3 separate regions of the Hordeum vulgare genome follow, and regions 2 and 3 are each linked to region 1. Evidence: chromatin contacts called from public Hi-C data. All regions are on one chromosome and are shown on one strand. Each heading gives the region's core, a stretch centred on a gene start, on an enhancer-like site or on the middle of the called end of the contact. The rest is flanking DNA. Distances are from core to core; before and after follow the strand shown.

Region 1 (3,043 bases), core at 326-2,825:
CATAAAATTAGAAGTTATAACTCCCAAGCTAGCAAGAAGGCAAACTATTCAAGTACAAGTACCAATGGATTCAACCAGTTTTTCTGACTGGAATATGGCACAGGAAACAAAATTTAGGCATGAGTCTGGACCACCTACAATGACCAGAACTTAACAGCTGATAACAGCATAGCTCAAACACTCATATACGGAAGTGCGGAACACAGAGAGAGTAGAAGCCACAGTTTAGGGAACAGAAGTCACAATGATCATTGCACGGACATTCCAACGGGTATTACGTCAAAGACATCATGCAAAAAGTAGTATTAGAACATTGCTTTGTATTTCAGTGCATGGTTCTAAAAATCCTGGGGGTTGAGCCCACAAAAATTGAGGCTCCAAGAAACCATACAACAATTGAGGCTCCGACAAACCATACAACAATTTAGGCTCCAACATTATAGAGAGTACTCGGTTAATATCAAGTTGTATACTCTTCTGTTGATATTGCTCCTGGCAGTTGTTTGAACTTATGGTGTCTGAATGTCTAATTTACCAATGGTTACTTTATTAACATGTAGTTTTGAATTACACACTTGCTAGGAAACAGATAAAAACTCCCCCAAAATGAGCACCAAGGATGACAAGGGTTTAAAAGTCCAGCAAATATAATGTGTATAAAAGCATAAACTACTTCTGCATTCAAACATTTCTCACTCTAAAATCCAAATCTAGGCGGTATTACTGCGACGAAGCCAAACCCAAAAAAGTTTTTTTTTTCAACAACGGCTGCAATTTGCAAGTCACCTCGCCCACCAACATTTTTACTAACACTTAACAGCAATTACAGGATATGCTCGATCCACACCGGTCAGCATCCCAGAAAAAAAAAAGAGGGGGAAGTGAGAAAAAAGTGCACCCGCAATTTGGGTTCAAAGTCATAGACGGTCAACTGAGATCGATCTCGCGCGCCGAAAAACAGAAGACATAATCCAGCCACGGGTGGGTGGATCGGATTAGTACAGCACCACGCAGCTAGCAAATCTCCGTGTTACCAACTGACGAGGAGATAAAGGAAAAAGATTTGGATTGGATTGCACGCACGCAGGCAGCAACGAAAGGATCCATGGAACCGTGGGCGTATGGACGGATGGATCGGGTAAGCACAGTGCCACGCAGCTGACAATCCATCGGACGGAGTTAGGCGCGCTTACCAAGAAGAGAGGCCAATCTCACGGCTGGGATGGATCTCCACTGCACGCCACGCCTCGCCAGCCCACAGTCCTACGGCGGGGAGCAGCGGGATGACGAGGCGACTACGAGCCGCGAGCTCCTGCGAGGCGGCGAGCGTGGCTGTGTGGAATGGAAGGAGTGGGAGAATGGAGGCGCTGGCGTTGGCGAGGACGACGGTGTGTGAGGGGTGCGTTGTTGAGACCAACGGAGGATGCAGGGGTAGAGCCATACAGGTGGCCTAAGCCGGGCCCGGACCGGGCCGGGCCGGGCTGACCGGAGACGCCCACCGTCGGTACGGGTCGCTCTCACACACACACGCACACAGACCTTTGGTCGGATTCGTGCTACTGCCTCGCCGAGACGAATCGAGGAGGCTTCCGATGGCTAGCTGACGATGATTTTGCGCTCTTGATGATAATGAGGTGGAAAGTTTGACACTTCCGAAATTGGAGAAATTTTCCAGCGTGACACCAAATGCGAGAGCTTGAAAGGGAAAAGTTATAGGGTCTGAATCAGAAATGTTATGCACCAATCATGATCCAGCTGTTACCACGCTCCTTTTTTTGTTTCTTTATATATATATATATATATATATATATATATATATATATAAGCAAGCTGTTACCAGTCACCACACCACGCTCTTGTCCGTGGATTTTGTGGCATCGATTTAGAGATGCGTGCATTATGTGTTGTTAAGCAAGGGCTAATATGTGTCCATAGATTCCTAATCACTCTACTCGCAATTACGAACCTAGTAGGCCTTAAAATAGGGATGGGACATCTATTTACGCAATGTTGTCCCCGCTTTCTCTTCTTTCAGTATAGCATGCGAGAATACGACAAACAAAAAAAATCGGACTTCAAATTTATTGGTAATAGTATCTTGCAACCAAAATTCCGATCAAAAATATATCTTGTAATAGAAATAGGACGGGTCGTGAGCCGTCAGATTTGCCTTATCGAGCCAACCATTGTAACACGTGCCTTGTTGTAAAATTATTTCTATAACACGAATCTTGTTGCATATTTTTTTGTAAAAAAAGTACAACTGAGGTTTTGTTGCATGTTTTTGTAACTACGGTTTTGTTACAGAATTTTTCCGCAATGAAGGATTTGTTGCAAAACATAGACTCATCATAAACAATTGCAATATTGTACATGTTTCAGAAACACAGTCTATGTTATAGAAGTGCGTTCAACGAAGAACGGTATGCAGGCCCTCATTTGAACATATGTCATGCAGGGAAAGTGGCGGACGCAGCCACCGCGATTCGTCAGGTGATGGTAAGCTTTTAACTGTCGGACCACATCGTTTTTGCAATAAAACCGAGCGCACTCGATGCCTTCCGTTTTAGATCGTGTGGCTCGTATTGTTCACGATTGATTTCGTTCGTGGGTGACGCGTCCAGGCGCCGTGGGTAGTGGGCCATTCGGTATGCATGGACGTTTTCGTCCAGCCGTTTAGTGTAGGACTGGTGAGCCACAGCGAAGCACCCCACGGGGAACCAATCGTCGCAAGTCGTTCCATTTCATTTAGTTCCACTCGTCGTCTTCAATTTCAGGGGTGCACATGTTTGAGTTTTGGAAACCACGTTGTACTTCCTTCATTTCTCTCTTGTTCTCTTCTTCTCGGCGATTGTTCTTCTTCTTTGCGGCGGTCGACGGTGGATCGTCGGTGAGCTCGCATTCCGAATCCTTGTCGTAGTTGATTTGTTGAGGAGGGAGGGCGCGGGGGTGCTCATGGGCGGCAGGATCCGCATGTTTGTGGCTTATTTTGTGTAGTTGTTATGTCAGTTCACAAAGAGGATCCACTTGTTGGTTGAGTTTA
Region 2 (3,043 bases), core at 175-2,674, 500 kb after region 1:
AGGGCGGTGGTGTCGGCGACGTGCCCGATCTTCCCCTCGATGGGCTGGAACTCGAAGGGCAGCCCGAGCGACGCCGCGAAATCGGCGAGGCGGCGGCCGGTGGCCTCGAGGACGTCGAGCGAGGCGCCGAGCCCGGTGACACGGAGCGAGAGCGGCCTACGGGGGCGGGACGCGAGCATGTGGAACAGGCCCGGCCACTGTAGCCCCTGCATGATGTCGAGGTCGATGACGTGGACGTGGTCCTCGCCGTCGAGCGCCTGCAGGATGGCCTTGTTGGCCGTGAAGTGCGAGAACTTGACGAGCGGGGAGAGCGCGTTGTACGCCTGGAACGCCGAGGAGATGCGGCGGCTCTGCGCGGCCGCGAGCGGCGAGTAGGCGCCCAGGTAGGAGCTGAGCACGCGCGCGCACAGCGCGTCGCCGAAGTAGGCCGCGACGCGCTCCGGGGAGGACCCGAACGGGGACGCCAGCTCGGCCACCTCCTGCAGCATGTCCCGAGCCTCTGGCAGCTGGTCCATGGCCACCGCCTCGGCGCACCTGAGTAGCAGCCTCAGCAGCCGCAGCCCGCGCGTCTCCGCCGCCTCCACCACCCGCTCCCCTTCCTCCACCGCGGCCACAGCCAGCAGACCCTGCTCGTGCTCGGAGGCAGAGCCATGCAGCTGCAGCCGCTTCCCGCGCGCCTTCTCCTCGTCATCGGGCATCGACGCCGCCCGCTTGGCCTTCATCGCGGCGTCGGTGGCGGGCGCGCGCGACAGGACGCCCTGGATCATCACGTAGGCCAATAATTTCAGGTGAGGCCGAGCGGGAAAGAGTCGGTCAGTGGCAACTCACTGATAAACTCAGGGATAACTCATAACTGCGATGAAGCAGGGCACAGTGTTCGCCCGCCGCTAGCGTTGGACGTGCGTGGGAGCAAAGGCGAGCGGCCGCCTGCGGTTGTCGATTTGCTGGGGCTTGGTGGCGTCCCGTAGCGGGCGGCGCGCAGGCAGAGGGAATCAAAGGGCGGGGCCGCGCCAGGGCGACCGCTTGTCTCCACTCCCGGGGCCGGTGGAAAAGAAATTGCGGGCGTGGCGCGAGCGCGGGCACCGGCGCTGGTTGATTGGGCCGGTGTCAGCGTGTGACCATCATTTTGATTTTTGACGGGGGACGAGACGCCACGCCGTACGCGAACAGGGCGGGGGTTCGGACACCGGACAAGAGCTTCCCTCGGATACCAGGTGATGCTGGTGGGACGTTTATGGTTAGGCAGACGAGCTACCTGCTCATGGACGGGGACGGCTTCGGCTCAGGCGCAACTCTGCAGGAGCAGCTCTGCACAGTACTAACATCCGTGTGGTGATGCCACTGCTCCAGCAGCCTCGACCACGGGTGGTAGACGGAGTAATGCTACGCGTACAAAACGCTACGGGCTTTTACACAAAGATGAGTTTTCAACTTTTGATTGAAGATTAAGGAAAGACTAGTAAGTATGCACGTGCAACGCACGTATCGTACATGACAATTATAAAAATACTCTCTTTATTCACAAATATAATATGTGTTTTAATATTTTATAATGTAGACTACATACGGTTTGAAATTAATAAGTGAACGAACACGCTAACACATGTCTATATACATTCGATTCACAAAGCATAGTTTAAAAAATCAGTATGTAGACAAAGAGGAAACAAAATAAATACAAGAGGAATTGAGCTTTGTACGGTCTTTTGCCCTTTTCTTCTCGTATCTGTGAAGTTCACATGCGCTTCTCCTCCATTGTTCAAAAAAAGCGCAAAGAAATGACTAATTAAATCATGAAATCCCGGAACTTGTCCAACATGATCTTCAACTTCATATAGGACATGAAAGGACGACTATAATCTCCAACTCATTGTTGGTGAGTGTCTTAAATGCAATTAGTACAGCAGTGCCGACCTAGTGTCATGTCTCGCGAGGAACTTCTTCCATATTTGCTTGAAGAATATACAACCGTCGAGTCAGGTGTCATACTCGGTCTCCTGAAGCTCTCTTTGCCCAACCATAGTCTCGCCAGCCAATGCTTCGGGGTGTCCAAACAAGAGGCAAATTCTTTTGGAATTTTTTGGGTGCCCCATATCATCTGTACTTCGGCGTTAGTCCTAGTGAAGCGGTGTATGAAGGATGGTCATGTGACCCATGGGGGAGCAGCAATAGGTTGCACAAGTTAGCTATGGGATAATGACAATTAGTTAACTGAACTATGTATGACAAAATACAAAACTAAATGGGGGAAAGACACAATAAATATGTCCCAACAAAGGACCAGCTACTCTGCGAACCGGGTTTTAGAAATAATTGAGAACTCTGGAACTTTCAGCTAGAATACCGATTAATGAACATAGTATAGCAACAAAAAAAATCAAATGCAAGTTCTAGGATAGGTGAAGAACGGAGACCAGGTATCTAGCTATGAGCATAAAACTCAGTCACAAATTCCTACATGTATCAATCTAGTTTGGACCACTCAACTCTGAATTTCCGTCAGAGCAAGTGCACCACTATGTTTTCGGAAAAATCTTCTAAAGCTAAAATCTGTCCCTCGGAAAGCAGCAAGTAGCCAGTGGAAACACATATCATAGATGATCAACAAACATATCATTTTGTCTAATACTAATACATCAATGATCAGTCAAATGAAAAATTGACAATACGAAGGATGACAAGACCGCTAAATAAATAGTCATTTCTCTTAGTTCCTTTCAGGCTTATCTGGTTTGACAGTTTGGAAAATGAGCAGTTCATCAACATCAGTAATACAAAATCCATATGCATCTCATCGTCCTTATGCACGAACAGGGAGCATGCCAACTTACCTCGAGAAAAAAAAGGAAAAGGATGTTGGTCGATGGGAGGTTCCAGTCGATGCTGATGGCAATGGGGTTGATCTCCTTCAGTGCAGTGGAGATGGAAGTGCCATTCTGTTCATGTGCATCATCCATATTGCTCTCAGATGGCTACAATTTATGGAATGAGATCCTATCATTGAAAAAAAAAAACAAATAGACTGAAGAAAGAATACAATAAG
Region 3 (3,043 bases), core at 145-2,644, 360 kb after region 1:
TCGGTGCCTATATAAGCCGTGGGCTTTAGTTTGTTGAGGCAAGAATTTTAGACTAGAACACAATCATACAACCTCGAGGTAAATCCTCCTGTACTTTGTACCCCATCCACAGTTAATACAATACAAGCAAGACGTAGGGTTTTACCTCTTAGAGAGGGCCCGCACTTGGGTAAAATATCGTGACCCCCTTTGTGATGTTACCATATATCCAAGATCAACGACTCGGGACCCCCCTACCCCGAGATCCGTTGATTTTAGCACCGTCATTTCTCAATATGGCGAGCTGAGCCCCGCCCCTCCATTACACGAGTGTTACATGACCCTTGCTCGCTCTCCTCTGCTTGGCGAGCACCCATCAATACTCGGGATATCGACATGAACTCCATCCGAGGTTTAGTAGACCCTAGACCGTCATCATTGGGCTCGGTCCGCGGCTAGGACATTCATCACCGACAAAATCGCGGGAGCATCCAATCGTAGAATTGTTGCCCCAACCACTCCATTTGAAATGTGCGACATCTTGAGAGTAGGCCCTCGTGAGAGGACCATCGTACCAAGCATGATTCACCCCTTTGGTGGACTACCTGCCTTCAGCAACCCCATGGTTTCACCCATATTGGAGGCCACGCCTTGCCCTGCCTCCACCATATGCAAGGACTCCACCGCTTTGCAGCACCCCGCCACAGGAATCACATGCATAAAATGTGCAATAAATGAGCACACATAACATATGGGCCAACCCATATACACTTTTTTGTGTGTCTTTCTCCCACGATTTTGGAAGGTTCTACAAATATTTTCTCTCTGTGTGTTTTCTTTTGTCAGCCTTTTCATTTCCCCTTTTATTTTCTGTTTTTTGAAATATGCTAACAATTTTGAAGTAAGTAAATATTTTTTGGAATTCGGAGGTTTTTTAACAAATTCATGAACTTTTTTGTAATTCGGGAAATTCATGAACAAATTTTGAAATTTGAGATCATTTCTCAAACACTTTTGGAAATTGAGAACATTTTTCGTAGTGCAGGACCATTTCTCCACATTGTGAACATTTTGCAAATTCAGGGACAATTTATGAAGTCCGGATTTAAAAAAAAAACCATGGACATTTTTTAAAATTCGGACCATGATTTCATATTCTTGATATTTTTTTTCAAATTCATCAATAATTTTTGAAATCCGGGACCACTTGTCAAATTTGTGAACATTTTTAAAGAAGAAAACCAGAAAAGGAAACACAAAAATAACCAAAAGAAGGAAAACTTAAAACGAAACAGGGGGGCCCTGCCGAGGCCCAAGCCGACGGCTCCCACCTGCACCGTAGAATGGGCAAAAAGAGAAGGGGGAAAACCCGGTGACGCCCATGGTAGCCCTCCGGTCGCTGCCGGTGGGTGACTGACCGCCCCCCATAACGGCACTCCGCTCCACTCCCACGGCTCCACCCCTCTTATCTCCCTTTCTCTCGTCTCCCCTGCCGCTTGCTCACCGCACGCCCGCAAACTCCAACAGGCTTTCGATTTCGGGCCAGCGCCCAAGGAGGCTCGGCGGCCATGGGGAGGCCGGCGATGGAGAGCAGCAGCGAGGAGGAGCTGGAGGACGACTTCCCCGGCCACGAGTGGATCACCCCTCAGTCCTCCATCCGCGCCGCCTACCAGTCCCAGACGGAGAAGGTGGCCTCCCTCCCCTCCCCCGCCCCCTTTCCCTTCCTAGATTTCTCCCCGTGTCGCCGCCGTCTTCCCCTAACACTCCTCCATCCGCGCATTGTTGGGGTTCTTTTCTTGGCTACTTCTTGCTTCTGCTCCTGGCTGCTCGTGCTTTTAAGCTAGATTGCGATTTTGGATCTAGAGCGGGCATGCCCGTGGCGGCGTGTTGCAGGGGGCAGTCGCTTAGAGAAAATTACCTATGCAGCGTTCAGTTACCGAGCCCTTTGTCTCTTGGGGGATTGGTAACTACTAAAATCTGATCTTCGAATCTTTGATTATTCAATATGCGCTGTTCTGTGGAACAGTCAGTTCAACTGGGGCCCCATCACAGCACAAATACAAGTACACCGTAAGCTAGCTTGGCCTTACTGCAACGAAATTGAATGAGACTGCTGATCTGCCTGCATCTGTCTGTTGAAGCCGGTGGGGACTCTGGTGGTTGCCCGAACCATCTCATCAGTGTGGTGACTGTACTCGGTGAGTAACGCTGTTGTGTTTAACAGGGTATCAGGAAGATCTGCTCCGAGCTGCTGGAGCTGAAGGATGCCATCGAAAACCTGTGCGGGAATATGCAGTCGAAATACCATGCTTTCCTCAGGTAACACTAGGAGTTCCATTCCGTTCTGGATTGGAAAAAACGTCTCTGTGACTGTGACTGATGCCCTTTATATTGTTGTTTATAGTTTCTGCTGTTCTGAGTTTTATCTTGTTGGCCATTGGATCTACACGGTTTGATAGTCTAGTAGTTGTACCTGCCTAGACTAGGACTTGCAACTAAGACTATTTGGTCACCTCATTGAAACATGTAGGTTGCTGCTGTGTGCCAAAAGGCCAAACTCTTGCAGCTGGTCCTTACACACTTGAGACTTGACACTTCCACTGAAGTCATACATAGCTGTTAAAAAATATGTATCCCTAAGAATTAGAAAAGTATTGGCGTGTGTGTGCCATTGCAGTGACTTGGATATTTATAAAAGAACATCCACTACGAGTACATAAGCACTATATATTCTTTCCAGTGCAGATTATGTTGAATGTTGGGTAACTTGAAACCACCTTGACTGTGAATGGATGGTAACCTAACTTTTGTCTAAGTGCATCAATACTCTACCTGATGCACCATTCAACTTCATTCAGTCAGTAGAAATTTGACTATGAACTATATACTGTCTTGTGTTTCTATTCTGCACAATTCCTTACATTTATTGCCAAACATTTTTATTTATTCGTGCAGAATATCCGAGGAGGTTGTTGAGGCAGAGCAAGAGTTAATTGAGCTGCAGAAGCATGTATCTGCCCAGGGGATGCTTGTACAAGATCTGATGAGTGGTGTGTGCCGGGAA

What was found. A called contact is a pair of places that touch in the nucleus more often than the background predicts.
Region 2: a contact with region 1 is called in a Hi-C map of seedling, with 2.6 times the contacts expected there. The contact joins the promoter of LOC123425660 here to the promoter of LOC123425653 in region 1. A contact is called at or near these places in 3 of 6 Hi-C or Micro-C datasets (leaf and seedling).
Region 3: a contact with region 1 is called in a Hi-C map of seedling, with 7 times the contacts expected there. The contact joins the promoter of LOC123425658 here to the promoter of LOC123425653 in region 1. A contact is called at or near these places in 6 of 6 Hi-C or Micro-C datasets (leaf, seedling and an unstated tissue) and 1 of 1 datasets of contacts at active chromatin or transcription factors (embryo).

Annotation. Positions count from the first base shown.
Region 1 is chr2H:158,618,168-158,621,210 of MorexV3_pseudomolecules_assembly, forward strand. LOC123425653 reads right to left here and starts at 1,576. Exons shown (of 6, transcript XM_045109353.1): 1 at 1,194-1,576.
Region 2 is chr2H:159,119,585-159,122,627 of MorexV3_pseudomolecules_assembly, forward strand. LOC123425660 (scarecrow-like protein 23) reads right to left here and starts at 1,425. Exons shown (of 2, transcript XM_045109362.1): 1 at 829-1,425; 2 at 1-758. The coding sequence starts at 722. It overlaps LOC123425661, which reads right to left. Exons shown (of 3, transcript XM_045109364.1): 2 at 2,832-2,972; 3 at 1,576-2,117. The coding sequence ends at 2,909.
Region 3 is chr2H:158,975,323-158,978,365 of MorexV3_pseudomolecules_assembly, forward strand. It overlaps LOC123425658 (exocyst complex component EXO84C), which reads left to right and starts at 1,395. Exons shown (of 7, transcript XM_045109359.1): 1 at 1,395-1,667; 2 at 2,204-2,298; 3 at 2,935-3,043. The coding sequence starts at 1,548.